Regions from separate parts of the Mus musculus genome. Here region 1 is linked to region 2. Evidence: chromatin contacts called from public Hi-C data. All regions are on one chromosome and are shown on one strand. Each heading gives the region's core, a stretch centred on a gene start, on an enhancer-like site or on the middle of the called end of the contact. The rest is flanking DNA. Distances are from core to core; before and after follow the strand shown. Region 1 has its middle 59 kb from the start of Serp2. Region 2 overlaps Nufip1 (nuclear fragile X mental retardation protein interacting protein 1).

Region 1 (4,195 bases), core at 1,446-3,945, 480 kb after region 2:
CCTACACTGTTACGACATCCCAAGGTGGCTGATACAGTAGTTTCTTAGGTTCCTTCTCTGCGGCTAGTCCCCCGGGGAAAGTTTGTGCTAAGATCAGGCAGAGTTCTCCCTTGGGCTTTGTCTTCTCCTCTCATGTCTGCAACACAGCCATGTGACAAATGGATGGAGGTCATCGCTAGTTGACGTGAAAAGGGAGAAGCAAACTGCTTCCCAGAGCTGGTTTTCATGACTACAAGACAACTGCTTCCCTCATACAATCTTCCTCCCAGTTCTCAGCATCATGTTGATCCTACCACTGCTCTAGCTCCTTCTAAGTTATCAGGGGAAGTATGAATACGTTTCTTTGGTTGAGTGGACAAGTATTAACCCCGCTTGGCAGACTGAACCCTGCTGTGTTGTGTGTGTGTGTGTGTGTGTGTGTGTGTGTGTGTGTGTGTGTGTATGAGAGAGAGACAGAGAGACAGAGAGACCGAGAGACAAGCAGACGGTGACATGGTTCTTTGAGCCATCCTTTGGTCAAATGCCAGAGCAGTGTTCTCTGTTAGTTTTCTGTCCATTTCCTGCTTAATTCTCCCCTCCAGCTCTTACCTATTTATCACAGCCAGAAATCATTGAAAAGGTAGTAAAAACTATTTCATATTAAGCCAAATGAGTCCAACCTACAAGAATGTAGCAGCACAGTAATAAATCACTTGTGAATGTTGCTTGTTGAGAAGCAAAAATATTACACTTGCAATGTTTTAAAAGAAAAATATTACTAAAAATTCTTTCACCCAAATAGAATTGTCCTTACTTCTTGTTTTTTTTTTAAAGCAACTTCTATAGTTTCAAATCGTTGTAACCATAACACACATGTGCTTGCGAGTAATGATAGGCTATGAACATTCTTGAATTTAATAATCTCTATTTCAGTTGTTTGCTTTGGATTTCCAAAATGATAGTGGTTTGTTTGTTTAATTGGGTTTTATTTTGGCATTCCTAGATTTCAAAGCTAGTTTTCCAGAGAGGAGACTCGTACAGACTGTGAACTAATCTAGGCCACTATTACTGGGGCTAGCCCAGCCCTGTGCTCTCTCCTCCAGGACTCCAGGGAAGGGAAAAGGATGTTCCCACGTTGCATATTTAGGTGACCTTAGGGACACGCCCTGCTGATGTGATGTAATGAAACCTAGACTTCATTGGCAGGATTTAGTTGCATTGATTTATAAGCAAGTCCCAAGTTCATAGACTCATTCAGGGTCTTGCAGGGTAGACTTAACACTTCCATTCACTGTGTGGTGAGAGGGAAGACTGCGTGCCACAGCGGGATGTTTCTACAAAGCTGAGATCTGTAGGATTGCCAGGCCATGTTTCTTATGAAGACCAGTGATGCCCTGCCTTCCTCTCTTCAGTTTTCTTCTTACGAATGCTTTACCTGTACTGTTGTGAGATCCCCACAAAGCCCACACTAAAGGACTCCATACATTACCATCGACTTACCCTAAGACAACTGCCAAACCATTGCCCCAGCACGTGATATGCAGGCTGCTTTCGATTTAGGTAAAAGGGCATGGTTGTTTTTTAGGATTCCTGATCTACGCATTACACTGTTTGCACAGGTAGATGGGCGGATCTACAGTAGATCCTCGGTGTGTGCACAATTTTGGCGGAGCAATGAGAGGCGAGTGCTGTGCATGATAACAAATGTTTGCCACTGACCTGCCTTTGAGAGGTTTAACATTACTGGTTTTCAGGGCCGTGCTTGAACCGTGCCTTTGCTGAATACCGTTTATTTACTTAGGCTTCAAAATGGCCCTTCAAGGGGTGTTAATCAGCTCACTCCATCAGCTGGATTTCTTTGAGGAGGCAACCCTAAGTTTAGTCAGCAGTTTGAATCCCAGTAGTCTCATTTGCTGCTGGGTGACCTTGAATAGGTTTCTAAGCTCCTTGGCCTCAGTTTCTGTTCTGTGAAGGAAGGGACAGCAGAGTGTCTTACTGAGCAAAAACAACAAAATGATCCCATTAGCAGATCCGTGGCTCTGGCTTATCAGTTGCTGTTGCTGTTGTCTTCTTCTTCTGCCGTATCCTTTCTTCAATGACTACTCACTGTTCTCGTGCCCTTGGGCAGCACCCTGACCCCTCTTATCTCCACTGTTATTCAACCAGCCCCCACTTTACACAGCTGAGTCCCACAACCTCAAAATTCTGTTAGGAGTTCACACCCTCACCTCCCTAACTATTCAGCAAATTCCTAATCTTCCTTTAAAACAGAGCGCCTAAGGGTTTCTTTATCCTTCAAGTATCCTTTCCTCCGGCATCTCTGGGTGTGTCTGTATGGTGACATTCATTGCGCTATCTTCTATTGTCTATTTTCTGATAATTGGCCTCTAACAGAATCTGGGCCCTATGTGAATACAGATCTGTTTGGTTTGGTTTTACAGCTCCACTTGCAGTGTGGGTTTTGGGCATGTGGAAAGTTCTCTGATAAATATTTCTTAACCGGATGGATCTATATCTGTGTTACTCATCAGGCAAAGACTCAAATGGCCTGAAAAGTCACTTTACATGGCAAATATCTGCCACCATTGGGCTAGGTTAGGTTTCAGCAGCCCTGTGGGAGGAGGAGCTTATGTGGCCGTGGTCAACTTAGGAGGTGCACACTGTGGAATTCCCAAATCCGCAGACACACTCACCAGTCATGGTTCTGAATGACACCCTCACTTCAAAGGACAGAGTTGCTAGAGGCTACCGTGCTCAGCTGCACATGGAAAGCATGCTGGGGACAAGCCCCAGAGAGGAATCCCTAAATTATATGGGTGGTGGCTGCAACGGAGGAAGTGATTAATCTCCCACAAGGAGAGTTTTGAAAGTGATTGCATTGACTCTGATGATTAAATTGTGATGTAACTGTCTAAAAAAAAAAAAGAAAAGAAAAATAGATAGGTGTTTTAGCACATCACTAGGTTCAGGGATATGGGGTGTGCCTAGTGGGGGTGGGGCTTGGAATAGCTAAAAGTTGAATTCTATAGCAGACAGGAACTGGCTTGAGAGGTGAAAGGGATGCGACTTGAGCTAGCTAAACTCTTCTGTGGTAGGCAGGAGTCAGCGTGAGAGAAGGGGGACAGAAAGGGCTGGGGACTTCTTGCTCCAGGTCTCTTCCTTGCTAATCTACTAGGGTCTGACTTCCTAAAGATGTCTCCAGAACCTGTCCAAAATGATACCAGCAGTTGCGGATGAAGACACTAACCCACGAGCCTGGGACGGTGAGGTGCTGTGGACAGCAGAGGAAAACTTCTAAAGACATACAACAGCTGGGAACCCTTCAATTCTCAGCAGCCAGGAAAGGGGCGCACTATGTAGTAACACCTCTGGCAGAATACCTCTGCACATGTATGGGTCCAGTAAATGTCTTCTCTTGGTGCCTACCCGTGCCTGGATCCTTGGTCCTTTGGAAGACGTGGTTCCCTCCAGTGAGCTGTCTTTAGCTTCCCCAGTATAGGGGGAGCCCTCTACTTAAATAGTGCAGACACTTTATCTTTATCCTACCTGATGGGAGCCAGATTTCATTTCCATTTGTTTCCTGTTGCACCAAGTGTGGTAGCTAGTTCATAGGGGTTCATCGTATACTGAATGTTCAAAGATGCTTCAGCCCAAAGGCAAAAGGCTTTAGCTGCAGATCCATGTATCTTGTGTATTGCCTGCCCAGCGCTCTTGGGTTATCGGACCCTCCCTAGCTTGGCAATGTCCTTTGGGATTGTTTTTTCTCCGATAATGAAGATAACCTTTTCTGTGTCGCTTTGTGTGCTTCTAGCACAGGTTCCCCCAGTAAAATAATTGTAGCAATTCCATCCAGGAGGCTTTGAGCTGTCCAGTGTCCAACTTCCCAGATCAGTGTCGGGCCTGCGAATTTAGGCCTTGAGTGATGTATTTGACGTGCTTATGAATACGTGCATCTGCTGTGCTGTGGCCTGCAGCCAGGCTGCAATTCCGAGCCTGCCTTCTGGACTGTGTTTTTTGAGAAGCCCCGCTTAGGAAAGCTTGCCAATGGTTCACAGTAGAGCCGAGTAGCAAGACACCGAGGAACTTGCTTCGTGGAATCTTCTTTTGTCCTTAAAAGTGCCTGGAGATTGTCTCTGCTAACACACTGAAGGATATGTGTGTGTGTGTGTGTGTGTGTGTGTGTGTGTGTGTGTGTGTCACACACCAGGCTATCAAG
Region 2 (4,593 bases), core at 1,740-4,239:
TTTTTCATTTAAGAATTACATCTTGGCTGAGGTTGATGTTGCAGGACGTAGAACATCTTCAGACTTTTCCAGAGTTGACTGATTTTGTAATTGTTAATGTTGAAACACTGCTTTTGTATAAGTATGTATTGCAAAATGGCAGAATAATGTAAGATGCCATTTTAGAAATTGATGGAAATTCTGTCCTAATCTCAAGCCAAAATTATAAGGAGTTTTGTTTTGTTTTGTTTTGTTTTTTGATGCTCAAGTCAGCAGTGCAAACAGCAGTTTTTAAAATCAAACACCATGGAGCCTAATCATACACTGATTTGATATGAACGTGTGAAGCATAGCAAGAGGCAAATATTACAAGTCTTGGTTTTCTATAGCCAAACCGTGAGAGCAGAAGACGACGTCGTAAGAGAGGCTGCAGTTCACAGACCTACAGCTGTCTGGAGTCTGAGCTTAGGTTTGAGGTGCCATTTGTAGTGTGATGGTAGGCGCAGTGCGGAGTGTGTGCTCAGGCTTAAAGCCACAGCGAAGTCACAGGACACAGCCCCAGCGTGTGCAGCCAGAATCACTTTAGATTCATTGCACATTGGATTTTGAATTGACTTGTGGTCATTGTGCATTTCTGCCTTTTACTGTTGCCACGCAGTTGCACACATCCACAGTTGAAGAAGCTGGCTGTGTAGCATTTGCTGGGAATACCTTATTTATTTATTTATTTATTTATTTATTTATTTATTTTCCATATTGCTGTCATGTAAGGAAGGAAGACTGTGGTTGAGTTAATTAAGAGTTGAAGATACTGGGTAATAGGGAAAGCTTTTTAAAATGCTTGATTTAGCCAGATATATATAAGGGAGATATATTTTGTTTCAATTCAAGAGTTATTTAACAGTGACCAAGGGTAGTATTTTAAAGAGGCTCAGTGGGTAGAGCACTTTACACACAAGCCTGACACCGAGTTCTGTCTCAAAAACCCTACATAAAAATGGAGAGAGCCAACTCCACAGAGTTGTACCCTTGACCTCCATGACTGCTCTGTCTGTCTGTCTCTGTCTCTCACACACACAAACATACATATGTGCACGCACACACATGTGTACACACTCATTATACACAAATACATATATACACACATGTATACAACACAACACATGTATGCAAACCTATGATGATTGTGATGGTTTGTATATGCTTGGCCCAGGGAATGGCACTGTTAGGAGGTATAGCCCTGTTAGAGTAGGTGTGTCGCTGTGGGCTGGGCTTTAGACACTAGCTGCCTGGAAGGGAGTCTTCTCTTAGAGGCCTACAGATGAAGATGTAGAGCTTTCAGCAATTCCTGCAGCATGCCTGCCTGGATGCTGCCATGCTCCCACCTTTATTGTTGGGAGCGACCCTGTTTGTTAACTGCCTCGTCAGCCGTAAGTGCTTACTCACAAAGCTTTGGCCTTAGTGGACGAGTACTAGCTTAGAGATTAATATGAGATTTCTGTGGGAAGAAGTTGAGGCCTCTGTGGGAAAGTACTACCCCCAGTTAAGAACAGGTACCTAGCAACCCATTCTGTTCTGTTTCCCCTGCTGACTTTTTACCAATATCCTGCTTTTGGGAACAGGTGTGTTTCCCCCAGAAACAAAGCGATTCTGCATCACCCCCCTCCCCATATCCTGCTTCTGTGGGCATAAAACCTGCCTGGGAATAATAAAAATTTGACAGCTTGATCAATCAGACTTGCTGTCCGTCCTTGTGTTTCTCGCCTCTCATTCTCTCCACAGGTGGTTCATCAGACCCTGTTAGACTGTCCCACGGGCCAGGACACTTTATGATACTGGACTGAACTTCTGAACCTGTAAGCCAGCCCCAATTAAATGTTGTCCTTATAAGAGTTGCCTTGGTCATGGTGTCTGTTCACAGCTGTAAAACCTGAACTAAGACAATGATAAATAAAAACTCAAAAATAAACATCAAATTAATCAGGAAGATTCAGCTTCTGCTATGACACTTTATCATACTGACTTCCTCAGTCCTGCCTGCCCCCCAAACAGTCCCCTGTTTTCATGTCATATGTCCCTCCCTCCCAAACCCCCCCCCCAACTGACGAGTTATTGAGACCTTGTCTCCTGTGATGCCATGGGATCAGGTTTTCCACCATTATATTAGCATTCCACTTTAAAATTATTATTTTATTTCATGTACGTGGATTCTACCTGCATCTATGTCTATGCACCATGTGTGTGCCTAGTGTCTGGAGATCAGACAAGGCCCTCAGGTATCCTGAGATGAGTTTCAGAGAGATGGGAGCTGCCATGTGGGTACTGGGAGTTGACCCCATATCCTCTAGAAGAGCAGCCGGTGCTCTTAACCACTGAGCCACCTCTCTAGTCCCACTTCTACCTTTTGACAGGTAGAGAGGCTAGGATTCTGAAAAACCAGTCTGTTACTGTAGTTGAAAAATCAATTTTATCTGATATTAGATTATTGAAGTTTGTAGATCTTATTTGCAAGACAAAAGGGGAAACTGCTTTGTGTTAGCCCTGGCCTCTCCAGGACCCTAGAATGCCCGGCATCACTGATCACAGATAAAGATTCAGGATCGGGCTGGTGAGATGGCTCAGTGGGTAAGAGCACCCGACTGCTCTTCCGAAGGTCAAGAGTTTAAATCCCAGCAACCACATGGTGGCTCACAACCATCCGTAAAGAGATCTGACTCCCTCTTCTGGAGTGTCTGAAGACAGCTACAGTGTACTTACATATAAATAAATCTTAAAAAAAAAAAAAAAAAGATTCAGGATCAGTCAATTCCCAGACCAGTTGTACTGGTTCATCCCATTTTCCCAGTTAACTTTACCTTACTTGGGAAAGCTACTGTGCCCCGTCATTCTGTGCTCTTGTCATTCTGTTGTGTGCTTAGCTGTGGGGTACAAGTTGTTTGTGGTATAGGTGGAAAATTGAGTAGGTCTTCCTTGAGTTTTAGAAACTGCTTGCTTACCCTTTGTAAGTTCCCTGCTGTGATTCTCAATGCAGTTCATCTAGGAAGAAGGGCCTCAACAGCCTAGCTGATCTGTAACGTACAGTGAGTCAGCGGTTCACAATAGCACAAGAATTCCACGAGCTTAGAGTTTATAAGTGGATCACAGATGCCTGCATGAAATACTACATTTCAGTATTTCAGAGAATAATAACAATTAACAAGTATATCTGGATATGAATCATTTTACTTTCACCATTTATTTCTTTTTCTATCTTTTTCTTTGAAACAGGGTCTTACTGTGTAGCCATGGCTAGCCTATAACTCACAGAAATGGACCTGTCTCTGCCTCCCAAGTGCTGCAATAAAAGGTGTGTGTGTGCCACCTCAGCAGCTCATTTGCGTGGTGTTGTAATAGATGTATTTAAGACTAAAACCGCACTTCTGAGTTCTGACTTGGCTGCATCCGACAGGCTTTTGATCTAGAATCTGTTGTCTTTCCAGTGAGGATTACAGACTGGTTGTCGTGTGTGTGTGTGTGTGTGTGTGTGTGTGTGTGTGTGTGTGTGTGTGTGATCATAAGCACTTGGAGGATAGAGGAGGGTCGAGGCTGCAGCTAGCCTGCTAGCCAGTAATCCCAGATCCTCCTGTGTGTTCCAGTGCTGCACTGGTGTTAACAGGCCTGAGTGTGGCCACGCCCAGCTTGTTATATACTTCGTGGGAATTTGAACTTGGGTCTTAACGCTTGTATAGAAAGCATTAAGGATGGGTCAGAGGATCCATCTCCCTGCCCAGTTTATTTTATTTTATTTTATTTTATTTTATTTTATTTTATTTGGTTTTCTTCTAGACAGGGTCTCTGTATAGCTCTGGCTGTCTGGCTGTCCTGGAACTCACTCTGTAGACCAGACTGGCCTCGAACTCAGAAATCCGCCTGCCTTTGCCTCCCAAGTGCTGGGATTAAAGAAGGCGTGCACCACCACTGCCCAGCTTTTTTTTTTTTTTTTTAAGATACATATATTTTATTCATATGAGTACACTGTAGCTGTCAGACACATCAGAAGAGGACATCAGATCCCCATTACAGATGGTTGTGAGCCACCATGTGGTTGCTGGGAATTGAACTCAGGACCTCTAGAAGAGCTGTTAGTGCTCTTAACCACTGAGCCATCTCTCCAGCCCCTATCTTTATTTTTAACAATAACTTTGTTTGACATTTACAAATGAGTAGAATATATCATGTATATTTTTCTTGTGGAATAAATGTTAAATATTTGTAAATATTTGAGCTTTGCCAGTTTGGGGATACAAGGGTTTGGGTATTTTGCTCGCTAATTACTCAGACCTGTTATTTCTATGGTTTTGCTCATTGATTTCTGAGAGCACTGTATGACTTGGCAAATTGTACCTTTTATAATTGAAATACTCTTGTCACTAGTATCTTTGATATTTTTAACCCTTTTTTCCAATTAATGTAATAAAAGTTCTATTTATTTATTTTTTTGTTTGTTTGTTTGTTTGTTTTTCGAGACAGGGTTTCTCTGTGTAGCCCTGGCTGTCCTGGAGCTCACTTTGTAGACCAGGCTGGCCTTGAACTCAGAAATCCGCCTGCCTCTGCCTGAGTGCTGGGATTAAAGGC

Evidence for each region. Hi-C and Micro-C count contacts between places; a contact is called where the count stands out from the background.
Region 1: a Hi-C map of embryonic stem cells shows a contact between it and region 2, with 2.1 times the contacts expected there. The contact joins two enhancer-like sites. A contact is called at or near these places in 2 of 484 Hi-C or Micro-C datasets (cerebellum and embryonic stem cells).

What each region holds. Positions count from the first base shown.
Region 1 is chr14:76,613,721-76,617,915 of GRCm38.p6, forward strand. No RefSeq gene overlaps it. Among named protein-coding and RNA genes, the nearest start is that of Serp2, 59 kb to the left of the region's middle. Within about 2 kb of position 2,696, at least 52 of the 459 cell types and tissues checked have an H3K27ac peak or open chromatin away from gene starts, as enhancers often do. A contact at or near this core is called in embryonic stem cells, where this site is marked.
Region 2 is chr14:76,135,667-76,140,259 of GRCm38.p6, forward strand. Nufip1 (nuclear fragile X mental retardation protein interacting protein 1) reads left to right here. Exons shown (of 10, transcript NM_013745.5): 10 at 1-1,713. Among named protein-coding and RNA genes, the nearest start is that of n-TEttc6, 15 kb to the right of the region's middle. Within about 2 kb of position 2,990, at least 4 of the 459 cell types and tissues checked have an H3K27ac peak or open chromatin away from gene starts, as enhancers often do. A contact at or near this core is called in embryonic stem cells, where this site is marked.